Regions from separate parts of the Capra hircus genome. Here region 2 is linked to region 1. A link is a contact called in public Hi-C data. All regions are on one chromosome and are shown on one strand. The core of a region is the stretch at or near the end of the contact, and the rest is flanking DNA. Distances in the headings are between cores, read along the strand shown.

Region 1 (7,207 bases), core at 1,493-3,992:
AGACACCCTGAAACCTAGAAAAAAGAGAACTGCTGATCGAGGCCGTCAGTGGGATGCCCTCACAAAGGAATTTCAAACATGAGGGAGTAATGAAGATACAGGAGCAACTTAGTCATAGAAGCATCAACAGAACTGGCTTCCTCACCACACTTCTCCTATGGTATAAGCACAGACAACTTCTCAGCTGCCTTTGGGTCATTCCTACTTTTCTGAGCCTCATAAATTCTGTGAGCTATTCTCCTAATAAATCCATTTCTGCTTAAGTTCCCAGAGCAGACTTCTCTTTTAGTCAGTGGAGAAACTTGACCGGTACAGGAAGCAAAACTGCAGTTTAGAGTTTGGTAGGTCATATATACAATCACTCAATGCCACTGATTGCTCTTTGTGGGTCCCCCCCCCAACCGGCTGTTATCTATTCTAAATGAACACTGACGTTTTAAGCCTTGTCACAATAAAGCCCAACAAATCAGGGCCTCCCTGGCGGCTCAGTGGTAAAGAATCTGCCTGTCAATGCAGGGGACACGGGTTCAGTCCGCGGTCCAGGAAGATCCCACATGCCGTGGGGCAACCAAGCCCATGTACCACAGCGCAGGAGCCAGCACTCTAGAGCCCACGAGCCACAACTACTGAGCCCACATGCCCAAAGCCCATTTACTGCAACAAGAGAAACCACGGCACTGGGAAGCCTGCCTGCAACAACTAGAGAATTGGCCCCTCTCACCCCAACTAGAGAAACCCCACATGCAGCAACGAAGACCCAGCACAGCCATAAAAAAATTTAAAAATCTTAAAAATAACAATTAATCAGTACCTAAGAAAATAGAAGATCAGGAATTCTTAAGGCATAAGAAATAATAGCTGAAGGTGACCCTTTGAGTAAATCTGTGTTATGTGAGCTTTGCAAGTCAGGTTATCAATTTTATGCCAACAAGTGCCAAATTCTTCACCACTGTGTTCTCCACATACTTAAAGCACAAAAGGGAGTTCAATTTCTGGTATAGATTTATCTTGGAAAACTGTAATATCCAGAAGCAAGAGTACATTTCATCACTCTCCTGAGACATAGATGCAGCATCTAAACTTTCCATGACTTCACAAAACCATCTCAGCATGACAAAATACTGATTTTCGTTTAATCCAATAGCCCTTTTCTTTAAATAACATCTTGAAAGTGATGAAAAAGTAATCTAAAGTAATGAGAAATGTAGGTTTTGGATGTGTGGGCCAAGATCAAACTGATGAATAAAATGTGAAGCAGTCAACGAGATGAAAGCTGTAATGTTTACTTTTTATATCTTCCTCCCTTCTAGAGTCTCCCTTCCATCAATCTCTTTCATTGTTATCATAAAAGAGGTGGGTAATGAAAAGTCATGATTTCTGTACTACTAGTTCCAATTAAATTTAATTTTACAGAAGTCATTTAAGATTTTTCAAGTCCTTAGCACAGTCATCAGAAACAAACAAAAAAAGCAAATCTGCCTATCTGTAGTTATCTTATATGTAATTTATAAAATAGTTAACATATTGGGTTGGCCAAAAAGATTCTTCAGGTTATTCCGCAAGACATCTTCACAGCTAATACAACACAAAACAAAATAAAGAGAAAATCCTGCAAAATATCACTGTCCACTGCTATCACCACAATAAGTGTTAAATATGGGGTATCTGCTCATACTTTTCTCCAGTGGGTAGATCCAGATCACTGATTTTTCACTAGAAACTTACTGAACCTAAACATATCTGAGTGAAATATTTCTTGAACAAGGAGACAGGCATATACCTGATATGAGTTAATGGAAAGTGGCAAGGAAAGTAAGTTTTTTTAAAAAACTTGCCAAATGAAGCAAGCTAAAAAAAACTAGCAGAAAATTCAACAAGTCACAAAGTGCTTAACACAAACATGTCATATTTCATATATGGTCTTTAAAACAATCTGGATAAATTAAGTCACAATTTATTATTCATAAAAGAAGCAGAAAGCCAGGTCATAGCAGGTGAGATGCCTTGGAGAGTGGTGAATATATAGGAAAATGTGCAACCATGACTGCATATTGCCACCAACCAAAAGCAAGAAACTTCGAAGTAAATTCTCATTCCTGGGTGCAAAATAAATCCTATCTGAAAATAGCCCGTCTACAGTTAGAGATGATGAATTCTGAGAAATTCTGAAAAATATAAAGAGACTAGGTTTCAATGGAAACTTGTATCTGTCTTCTAGTTTGAACATCTTTCTCAAGATCTTGAAGAGGTAAAAAAAGGAAAGCTGGGGCAACTAAGTAGTTAAAGTGATATTTTGCCTCCCCAAAGGAAAGACTTGTCCTATTTATTTTCGTATTTATTTATTCATTCATTCATTCATTTAACAAATCTACAATAAGCATCTACTAGATTGAAACAAGGCAAGATGCTCTGGATGTCCTTGGCATTCACAATATATTTCATTGATGAAAGGATAAACCAGTGAACAAATGAACAAACACGTGAGAAACAGCAAAGTGAAACACACAGCCTAGGAGTCCCAACATCATCACAACTACCTGACCAGCAGCGCCCCGTGGTGTGCTCCCAGGTCACGTGAGCTGATCTTCCTTCAGAGCAGCTCCTTCCAGCTTCTACTGGGACAGTTTCCCAGGGATCCAGCAGCTCCATAATCACCAGATGCTAGAGAAAGGCAGGTCTATGGTGATGGTAAGGGGGACCTCGATGGGTTCTAGCAATGGGCAGCCGTTAGAGGGCAGCAGAGGATGTGTTAAGCAGCAGGAAAAGAGAATTTCGGGCCTTTTAATCAAGAGTGGGCAAATTACACTTCTTAAGAGACTGTAATTGATGATATGAATGGGTGCACTGGAACTCCTCTTTCACTGAGTATAAATCAACCAGTTTATTTGGAAAATTTAGTTATTCTTCGAAGAGCATTTTTAACAACCAGTGAAAACCCATTAGGATAGCCGAAGGCTAACTAAATCATCTCTAATGAGTCTACATCACGCAGACACATAATGGCAATGAACAGAGCCAGAATGCACGCTCGCTCCCTTAGCTTTCTATTTCCGAAGAAATACTACAGTTGTCCTTGAATTCAGATTACAAATACTTTCAACTATTGTTACAAAGCAAGAGCAACCTTAGATAAAAACAAATAAGCACATGCAGAGGTACTAAGTATTAATAACCTAGCTGGGCACATCACCTACATATCCATAGGTAAAATTAGGCAGAAATAAACATTACTCAACTTTACAAAAATATATCAATAAAGCAGATCAACAGTTAAAAACGTGTCATTTTTGTCACTGTAGGTGCCAATGTATGATTATTAATCTGGGTTTACAATAACATTGACAATTCTGAAAGAAAACCAAGCTTTTGGGATAGACTTCAAATGAAAATGATAAAATGCTTAACTTTCACAACAATACAGATCTATCCAAAACAGTAATTCTTCTAAATAAAATGGAAACCTGAAGTATCCTCGTTTGACACCATTTTTACAGATGGGTCAAGACCTAGTTTATTCCGTGAGGGAGGGAGAAAAGAAGAAAGGGATGAAGCAAACAGAGAAAGTTCCAAGTTTTCTATGAAAACATAACCTACTTTGAAAGACAGGAAAATTCTACAGTAAAGGTCCAATGCATGAAAAGTCCTACACTGTATTTACATGTCAAAAGATTTAAAGCTAATATTAATGATAGCCTGCCACTTCAAAACCCTTCTCAAAAACAATACAAGCAGTACCCTACATCATCCTTGCTGCCCCTTCTCCTCAGGAGCCAGACACGAGGGAACTCAGTTCTTTATGGACCTCCTCACCTCTTGAGCTAGTCTACCAAGTCCTTAGCAACTGCAAACCTGCATTTTTTGAAGGTTCAGCTTCAGAAGGTCCTTTATTGTATGACTTTTTCAAATTTTTGGCTTTTCCTATCTGTGTTAATTTATAAGTAAATCCTTCCTCGCCAAAACTGGAATACCGCAAAAGGAATACCGCTTTAGAGAAGTGAATGAGGCTGATGGAATTCCAGTAAAGACATTTCTGGCATCCCCAGCTCTAGAGTACCCCATGGCTAGAGAGTCTTTACCTGATACGAGAGCTCTCTGAAGTGGACTCTCTTCATGCACAGCTTTTGCATCTGAGTATCACACTGAGCTCCAAGAAGCCTGGACCACTTCCTTCCCCAGGGCAACAGATGTGTCCACTGAGGTCACTTGCTGCGGAATAGGTCTGTCTCATTCATCAGGGGAAGCACGTGATAACAAACTCATGAGTGTATTTCTAGCTCCCATCCTCTCTTTATCTCAAAATTTCTCTGGGTCATCATTAAATCTGTGCTCTATTGACCTTTATCCCAGAAAGAAGTGTTCCTACTCTATACTCTGCAAAGACATACATACCTTTCATTGAGATAATCTCAGGCTTTTAAATCTAACTCAGACATATAATCGTCTAACAGACTGAACAAAAGTATCATTAGGTTCCTAATTTTTGTTTATATGATGAAAATATTTGGTACATCAAACAGCACACTGGAAAAAAAGTTAAAAAGGTATAATAGTACAAAACAAAAGTTTAAAAAACAAGTTAACTAAAGATATGGAAAACTGTTCACAAAATGGAAATTATTATGGCATTACCCAAGTAGAAAGAAGCCAGTGGAACACGTGAAAGTTGTTTTCCATCAGACAAAAAGTCCATTAAAAACACACACACACAACAATGTATGTTACAATGTATTTTGGGGCCAAAAACCCAAAAACAATACTGATCATACTGCAAATCCCTTATCTTGTTCAGTAACTAAACAGTCACATCACAGTTGTACAGGCAGCCAAGGAATATAAGACATATGGAAAGCTATGTGCAACACGAGTATCTCTTTGCCCTCAGAAGGCCTGCTAGCAATACTAGGAATCTTTCCCAAGCAAAGTCCTCCCCAACTGAACACCTTTCTGCCCTGGGACTCTGTCCCGGGGAGGTGGGGAGGTGTTCTCCCAGAAAGGTGGTTTGGTGCAGCGTTAAGCATCATGGCCTAGGGCAAGGGTGTGACTAGGACGCAGCCACTTACTAGCTAGGTGGTTTGGACAGTTCCTTAACTTTTCTTTTATGGGCATAGTCACTGAATCTAACTCATCAGACCCAGGATTAGGTGAACTAATACATGTGCAGGGTTCAGTACACTCTACAATGGCAAGCACTCAACGGCATCTATTATTAGCAGCTCAGTTTTCCTTCCTCCACCAGCTACTATTTAGCTTTCCACCACTGATTCTCCACAGAGGCCACAGCCAAAGCATTCCCACTGAGGCCTTCTTGGTACAACACACTAAAACGGGAACAAACATACTACAAGTAGCTTAACAAATCTTGGCATTCATTTCAAGTTTCCAGAATATAATTTCCCCCCTCGAAACAACATAATTATATGCATTGCGGGTAGATTCTTTACTGCCTGAGCCACCAGGGAAGCCAGAATTACATTAATATCCCCATTTTTTCTGATGAGGAGACTGAGGCACAGAGAAATTAAGTAATTTGTCCAAGGTCAGACAAAAGCTAATAGATTCAGAACCAGTGATTAGAACCATAGAGGGCATCTACTTCAACTTTTTCACGTTACTGATAAGGAAACTGTCTTAGTACATGCGGGCTGTTATAATAGAAATATCATAGAAATTTATTTTTCACAGTTTCATTCAGGCTGCTAAAACAAAAATACCATAAAGGGGTGCTTATAAATAAATTTATCTCCCATGGTTCTGGAGTCTGAGAAGTCCAAGATCAAGGCACAGACAGATGCAGTGTCTGATGAGGGCCTCTTCCTGGTTCTTGCGGGGCCATCCTCTACATCCTTACTTGGTAGGAGGGCAAGGGAGCTCCCTGGGGTTTCTCTTAGAGTGTACTAATAACCTTCTAAAAAGTAAAGTGAAGTGAAGCCGCTCAGTCGTGTCCGACTCTTAGCGACCCCATGGACTGCAGCCCAGCAGGCTCCTCCGTCCATGGGATTTTCCAGGCCTACCCAAATACTATCACACTGGCAATTAGGTTTCAACATATGAATTTTGGGAAGGATAAAAAGATTCAATCTAGAGCAGAAACTGAGATCTATAAACACAGATTCACTGTTCTAACATTGAGTAATAACACTGAACGCTGAGACTCCTAAAACCCTGCACAGGGCTTCTCTCCACTATACTGTCACATAATAAAATCAAAATTAAAAATACATGAATTAACAGAGAACCATTATTTCTACATATGTGAATAATTTCTTAAAATAAATGTCCCCACAAAAACTTACTCACAAATGTTCACAGCAGTATTATTCATAACACTAAAGACATGAAAACAACTCAAATGTCCATCAATTCTGAATGAATAAACAAAATAAGGTACATCCATACAATAGAACATTACTCAGCAATTAAAAAAGGATTGAAATATAGATACATGATACAACATGGATGAACCATAGAACATTATGCTAAAAAAAATTATGCTAAGTGAAAGAAGCCAGACACAAAAGGTCACAAATTGTATGATTCCATTTAAATGAAATATCCAAAACAGGCAAATCCATAGAAACAAAGCAAATTAATGGTTGCCTAGATCTGGGTTAGGTATGGGGAATGACTGGCAATGGGCACAAGGATTCTTTCTTGGGGTGATGGAAATGTGAAATCAAATTGCAGCGATGATTCTCTAACTCTATTAACATATTATTGATCAGAGATGTATTACTATATCTTTTGTTACCCAAATGTTATTGACCACAGACATTTCAATATTCACTTTCATAACAAATCACCAGCCACAGGCATTAGTTTCTGCAAAAAGCCTCTAGTCAAAAAATGTGTTAAAGAATCACTGAATTGCAACCTTAGAATGGGTGAATTTTATGACCATAAATTTTACTTTAATAAAGCTATCAAAAAATAATTAAAAAACCAGAATTGAACATTTTGTAAATCAGGAAAATCTGAATGAAAATGATGTGCACTTCAAGTATTAAAAATTAAAACTAAAAATATGTAAGCAATTTGTTCCAGAAAGTCTATAAACTGAACTGTTTATGCTGAACAATTTATCCCCAACTTTTACTACAATTAGAATACCCTCGGAGAAGGCAATGGCACCCCACTCCAGTACTCTTGCCTGGAAAATCCCATGGACGGAGGAGCCTGGTGGGCTGCAGTCCATGAGATCGCTAAGAGT
Region 2 (7,103 bases), core at 1,243-3,742, 110 kb after region 1:
TTCTCAAAACTACTCTTTGGCTTGACTTTGTTTTCCTTAACTAGATTTGCTTTCAAAGGAAATTTCATATTATTTCCTAATTATCATCATCTCAAATGGAAAGACCAATTTTTAAAAAATCAATTAGTTCATTTTTGGCTGTGCTGGGTCTCCATTGCTGCACAGGATTTTCTTTAGTTTTTGAAAGCAGGGGTTACTCTCTAGTTTCAGTGAATGGGCTTTTCATTGCAGAGGCTTCTCTTGTTGCAGAGCATAGGCTTTAGGACTTCAGCAATTGCAGCACGTGGGCTCAGTAGTTGCGACTCCCAGACTCGAGAGCACAAGTTCAATAGTTGTGGTGCATGGGTTTAGTTGCTTCATGGCATGGGGGATCTTAAACGAACCCCAGATCAGGAATGAACCCCTGTCTCCTGAATTGGCAGGTGGTTTCTTTACCCCTGAGCCACCAGGGAAGCCCCAGGACCAATACTGTTTATCACAAATACAAAGTAACTGAAAAGCTATTTGAAAGGAAGACAAAACAATGTTTAAAAGCCCAGGTGATGTCCTTCAAAGCTCTAAGCCTGTCTTTGTTAAAGGGAGATTTACACCTGTTAGAAAGAGTTGCAGACTCAGAGCATTAAACCGGCTTTTGCTCTGATAGTATCAGCAGGATTCAGTTATCTGTAATTCAATGTTATTTAAGGCGGTAAATGTGTACCACCTAAATCATCTTGTGGGGAACCAGCTATAGATAATGTGTTAAGGGTATTGTTTTTCTTCTGTGTGTCTGTGTCATCTGTCCTTGAGAAGTATATTTAGAGATCTTAATCAGTGTCACAACAGAATTGATCTAAAGCAAAAATGTCTTAAAGGGCTTACTCTTACCACTCCTTTCTGCATAACCAATGGCATGGAGGCATTTTGGGCTCTGAAATCAAACAGACAGTTTATTTCTGTGAAAATTCACCATCTCTTTTCTGGATATTACTAGAGTTTCCACCTGTACTCATAAATAAGCTTGTTCTCTCAATCATTGAGATTTACAGTATAAAACTTTGGGGAGGGTAGTGGACAAATTCTACTTCCCTTCAGATGATGAATCAAATCAATCCTGAAAATTCACCTCCCTTTCCCAGTGAATGGTTCTGCAAGGAAAGATTAGCTGATTGACGGCTGTAGAACCATAGTGAGATAGCCTTTCTTTCCTCACAGATATAAATGAAATGTGATTACTTCTGGGTACTATAGGCAACCAGAGGCCTTTTCACCAGGGAGGGTAACAAACCTTAGGGTGAAGCAGATTCTGTCCATCATGGGGCAGAAAGATTCTAGCTCCTTAATGACACTGTCAACTGTTGAATCAGCCACCCCTCAAGCCCGCCCTGACCATCCTCCTATGTGAGGTAATTGATTTCCTTCCTGTTTAACTCAGCATAAATTTAGTTTCCAGAACATGTAATCAATAGCATGCTGACACAAGGAGGTTATAAAGGAATATGAACCATAGATTTTTTTTGGTGGGGGAACTAGAACACATATAAAGAATTTTAATACTGGAGAATTTTGGTGTAAGTAAAGGATGGTATGGCCATATTCTGATACTTATTAAGCAACTAGTATGAGCCAGACATGGCCCATGTTTTAAATATATTATCTCATTTAATGGTTTTAACATTAGGGAGGCATTGTCATCCATATTTAAGACCTGAGGAAATTAAAGCCTGGACAGCTGTGTACCATTACCAGTTATACAGTGAATGATTAAAGAATACAGCTCCAAACTTCACACCTTTTCCATAGAATGACTGCAGGTAGGAAGTTAGATAGAAATCAGCGTAGCAGATTAGCCAGCCAAACAGTGGAAATAGAGTGGCTTTGAGTTCAACCAGGCCAGACATCCGTTTCTACTGTCTCATAATTTTAGACAAATTACCTAACTTTTATGAGACTCAGTTTTCTGATTGGAAATATGGGATAATTATACCTACCTCATATGTTTCTAACCAGGATGGGTAAGATAATATATTTATAATGAGACCATGCTACTCAAATGGTAGCTGTGTGATGATTTGGATACGGGAAGGGTTTGAAAAGGAGGCTGTGGAAATATCACACACATTACTGTATGGGAGCCACTCTGAGTTTGGGTAGAGCTAATAATCATTTTTAAACTGTTTTTATTTTGCGATACTTTTGAATCACAAGAAGTTGCCACTAGTCTCCATTTTAAAAGCTTATAGTGTTAGAATCTTCCTGTATATCCTGCCCACTTCATTCTTTATCTTAAAAAGTTTAATTCAGTAGCCTTTGAGAAATACAAAATAAAAAGTTCAAAAAAAGACTGATTTGGAAGCAGTGGATATTTGAAGATCAACAGTCAAATCCAGGTGTCCAAAAACTCAGAACTCCCACACACTCATTCTGTCAGTACCCTCCTCTTACAGTAGGAGCAGAGGTCATCTTCCCATTGAACTGGTGAAAAACTGAAAGGAAGGGGCCAGAAAGAAACGCTAAGAACTCAAGAGAACTCTCTGCAATCCCAGCCCAGGGCTGATGCACTGCCCTCCTGCTGCAGAATAAAGGAATTTTCCACTCATACCTTTTTCATTTATGAAAGATGATCTTCCACAGACTATGTGAAAAGGACTTTGTACCTTTCACCCTGAACGGACTTCTTGCCCACTTTTTGAATTTGCTCACTCTTAAAAGTACCCTTTTAAGTCCTGGGAAACGATTCTGTTTTCTCAGTTGACTACTGCTGCCCACAGAATGTCTCTTCCTCCCTTCAGTGACTCAGCACTTTAGAGGGAAAAATTGTTCTGGAGAGAATGTTAAGACAGGCCACACTGCTGTTTACAGGAAAGAAAGAGATCAAGTGCTGCCTCCAGGGGAAGGTGAAACACCTTACTTAAAGACTGAGTGGAAAAAAACAACAGATGGTGGAAGTCCTGCAAGGACAAGGTGGTGGGGAAAGCAACTGCAGAAGCTCTGTCACATGTGAGCAGGTAAATTTATTGGTACCGGGAGCAAGAGGGCTCTGCTCAAGTGATCAGACTGTTGTTGTGGGGAAGGCAGAGCCTGCACGCCTTTGTTCTCATTTGGGGCTTTGTGTTCACTTTTCTGAAGTTGAAAGTTTGTAAGTTCAGGAGCTTGTGAAACAACTGGATGGAATGTAGAATTTGAGCTTGTAAAATTACAGAGAAGCAAGTCACTCCTAGCTGCCTTTCTGATTTGTCTGCTTGAGATCAAAGCAGTTGGCCTGTTTCCTGAGAAAACAGTTCATGTTAGGGTGTTCCCAGTGTTACAGTGGATCTTGTCAGAGCAGTACATGAACCCGGGACTTGAACTCTGTCATTTTTCTTTAAAACAAATAGCAGTGGGGAAAATCTTCCATTTGTCTTGTCATCATCATGTCACCAACTCTTGAATCTCTGTAAATTGTTCTAGAAAAACAGATCAAGGAAGAACACTCTCATGCTCATTGTGTTGATTTGAAATCATAGCCATAAGTTCCCAACACAAATTTGCTTTTATTCATGTATCTATCCATTTATTTCTTCTCTCCTCTTCCTCATATGCTTTGAAGGAGCACATTAAAATGAAAAAAAAAAAAAAAGAAAAAGAGAAAGTCAATGACAGAAGGAAATCAGAGATCGGTTCAACAAACAGATCTGGACATTTGCTGGAGGACCACCAGGTATCTGGCCCAGGGCTTTACAGCAGCTAAGACAGAGGGTTATTTGTGGTCTGTAATTTTTAAGCTGATGATACAAATTGTAGTGTCCATAAGATTAAAACAAATCTATTGCTTAGAAAGATCATGATGACTTTTGACTTGGGAAAAATTCCCTTTTATAGTCTAATGATATGGTGAACAACTGTTTCAACAGTTCTTCTACATTTAATGCAATAGGGCTCTTACTTATAAGATTCTTCACTGCCAAGCTCATGGTTTTGGGGCTAAACTCAGCTCAGCAAACGTAATTTTGTGAGGAGCTCGGCAAGGTGGTTGTAGGATACAGATGTAAGGATCAATGATAAAATGTGAAGTCCCAGAGAAATAGACAATATGGGCATCTGGGAGTTTTATCTGAATATATAATGTATATTCAGATATAATAATACACATGAATATAATATATAAACACATTTAGAGCAATCAAGCTCTCTGTTTGGGACAGCAGAGTTCAAGGTTATCCTCTGTGCAGAGATGCTCGAGTATAGATAATCTATGAGGACAATGAAGGACACATCTATCAGTGTCAGCTCAGCTGGTGGTAGAATTGACATTTTCTTATGAAAATTAAGGAGTCTAATCCAGACAGAGGTCTGGATAAGAGGCCACATACCTCTGGGTAGAGGTGGACATCACCGTCTCAGACAAAACAGAAACAGACTCCTTTTTCTTGAACGCTAGAAATTAGCAGAAGCGAATTTCAGACATTTTTATGCTTCACTATACCTTAATTTTTGGAATTTAAGGTAATATATGGCCACTTGCACAGGGTTGGGAAGATCCCCCAGAGAAGGGAGCGGCTACCCACTCCAGTTTCTGGTATGGAGAATTCCATGGACTGTATAGTCCATGGGGTTGCAAAGAGTCAGACATGACTGAGCTCACTTTCCTGATGATGGCCACTTCCAAAATTTGGAAGATACAGAGAAGCATAAAGAAAAAACTAAAATCACCTTTCATCTAGTTTCTAGAGATAATCAACATTGGCATTCTATTATCTATTTTTCTTAAGTACAAAATTGAGATTTTACTGTGCAGCACTTTTTCATTTAATATTACATTTTAACATTTTCTCATACCATTACATATTCATAAAACTATTATTTTGTTTTATTATTACCTGATATTTCATCGCATGGGTAAACCATAATTTATTCAGTCATCCTACTACTTGGAGCGTTTAATTTTTTTCCCAGACATTGTGGTCAGGAGATTACACCTTACTTGACTTTTACAGAGATACAGTTTCTGCAGTTGCACTGCTTGGGTTCAAGTCTCAGTTCAACCACTGTGTGACCTTGGGATAGTAACTTAATCTCTCTGATTCTGTTTAACCATCTGTATATAGGGCTAATTTTAGTGCCTATCTCCCAGAATTTCTGTGACAGATGATGTCTGTAAAAGAGCTACCACATAGGAAGAGTTCAGCAAATGCTAGTTATTATCATGATCATCTTCCAGAGGAGTCTACCAAGAGTTGTGACATCAAAAATCTAAGTTCAGGTTGCAATGTAACTAATGGAACTACAAATTAAATTGGTTGATCTATTCTGAAAATAGATCACGTAAAGGATTCAAATGTTTCAGGAATATAAAGAGCTGAGGGTTGAGGGCCATGGACGTCCAATGGATCAGCAACAACTGACAAATATCCTTGGGAGACTCCACTTTACTGAGTCTATCCTATTCGTAGTCATTCTTCTTAACTACCAAGTAAGAGAGTCATGATTCAGGTTAAATCATCCATGGATTTACAGAACTGCAGAATCTAAAGGGGTGTTCATTAATTGTGGAAAGAGCAAGCAAAGAACTACTGAAAACGCGCTAACTCAGAGTTGAGTTCTCGCATCTTTAAAGATGGTTCGAAGTTTCTGATAGGAGTTAGGCCCTCAGCCTCTAGTGTTCTTGCTTTAATTCCCAGTCTCAAAGCTCACGGACTCTGGGACAATGACAGACCTAGAAGCTGCTCCTGCGGATCAGATTCCTGACTTCACTTGCAGCCGTTGTCCGCAGGCTAGTGTCTAGGCTCTCCCTGGTCTGGGCAAGAATTCAGCATGGAGCAGTAGTCGTGGAAGCATTCTGCCTGAAACAGTGGCCAGCAGTCTCCAGAAGCAGACTGAAAAACTGAAGTACTTGCAGAAAGCACAGGAAACTGGAAGCAGGACAGCACTTGAGAGCATGTTTGTCTCAGCGGCTTTTGGTGTGTTGTCAGATGTTGTGGAAATTTCCAGTTTGAGCAGTTTTAATGTTTTCTAGCCTCTTTAGTTGAAATATAGTTTCCTCCTTTTTTAAACATCAAAGGATGAGGTCACCAGCCTTCTAAGCCATTTAAGATCAAGGCTGAGAAGTAAGTTTTCAGTAATGTTTCACCCAGAGTTTGATATAAATGGATGGCAGCAAATTGTAGTTCTTCCTGAGAAATGTTTGCTTTTGTATTTGGCTTCCAAACTGCCATGAATTCTGATGTATGCAAACATGGAGGCTGTTGGAGAATCATATTACTTCTAAAACAAACTTCTTCTTGGTTTAGTATAAGCCAAATACACAGATATCATCTCCTAGCCTTTGAAATGATATTTATATACACATCATGGTTTATCTCAAATGAAAAAAAAATTAGTAGATGGGCAATTTAAATTTCCTCACCAGAAGACTTAAATGCAGAGGAATCTACTCGAATTTTAGTTTCACGTCTGTGACAGAAACACACACAGAAGGCTATATAAACAAATGGGCATGAGTAATTCCATGCCATAAATATTTTATTCTCACATTTATATTTCTCTCTCCATCACATATACTTGTGGTATATGGCTGAAATATGTTCAGATGCATGGACACGACTTAGCAACTGAATAGCAACAAATGCATCTGTACAAACCCTTCTAGCAGGTGCTTGATCTGAGTAGTGAAAATAGCTTGCTGAGTTAGTTTAGTTTTTTTTTTTTTTTGGTAAGGTATCAAAAAAAACTAATTAAAATAATTAGTTTGAACACAAAAAGATTCAGACTTTGATTACTGAAAAATCAGTCACTGCATTCTTAATATATTTAAGGAAAAGAATAAGTTAGCTATTGCCTCTTGCTTGAAAATCAACTTTACAATGTCTTTCCCCTAGTAATTTGTATCATCCTATGATGATGTATCATCCTAAATAGTATTTTCTAATAATATTAATAAAGAACTGACCTACTTCCTCTTTTTAACCAAGAGATAAAAGGTAACTGACTTTCCAATTACTGAGTACTGCTCTTGCTATCAGCTTGTCTTGTTTCATAAATATGTAGAAAGAATTTACATTCTAAATCTAGGGGGAAGAACAGGTAGAATTAAAATTCCCTGGCTTTCTTATCAGGATGAGCAGGAAAGTATGCCTACTACTATA

Evidence for each region. A called contact is a pair of places that touch in the nucleus more often than the background predicts.
Region 2: a Hi-C map of blood shows a contact between it and region 1, with 4 times the contacts expected there. The contact joins two enhancer-like sites. A contact is called at or near these places in 2 of 5 Hi-C or Micro-C datasets (blood and liver).

Annotation. Positions count from the first base shown.
Region 1 is chr2:118,651,274-118,658,480 of ARS1.2, forward strand. All of the region lies in intron 1 of SESTD1 (SEC14 domain and spectrin repeat-containing protein 1), which reads right to left. Among named protein-coding and RNA genes, the nearest start is that of SESTD1, 46 kb to the right of the region's middle. Within about 2 kb of position 2,743, at least 1 of the 5 cell types and tissues checked has an H3K27ac peak or open chromatin away from gene starts, as enhancers often do.
Region 2 is chr2:118,765,904-118,773,006 of ARS1.2, forward strand. No RefSeq gene overlaps it. Among named protein-coding and RNA genes, the nearest start is that of SESTD1, 69 kb to the left of the region's middle. Within about 2 kb of position 2,493, at least 1 of the 5 cell types and tissues checked has an H3K27ac peak or open chromatin away from gene starts, as enhancers often do.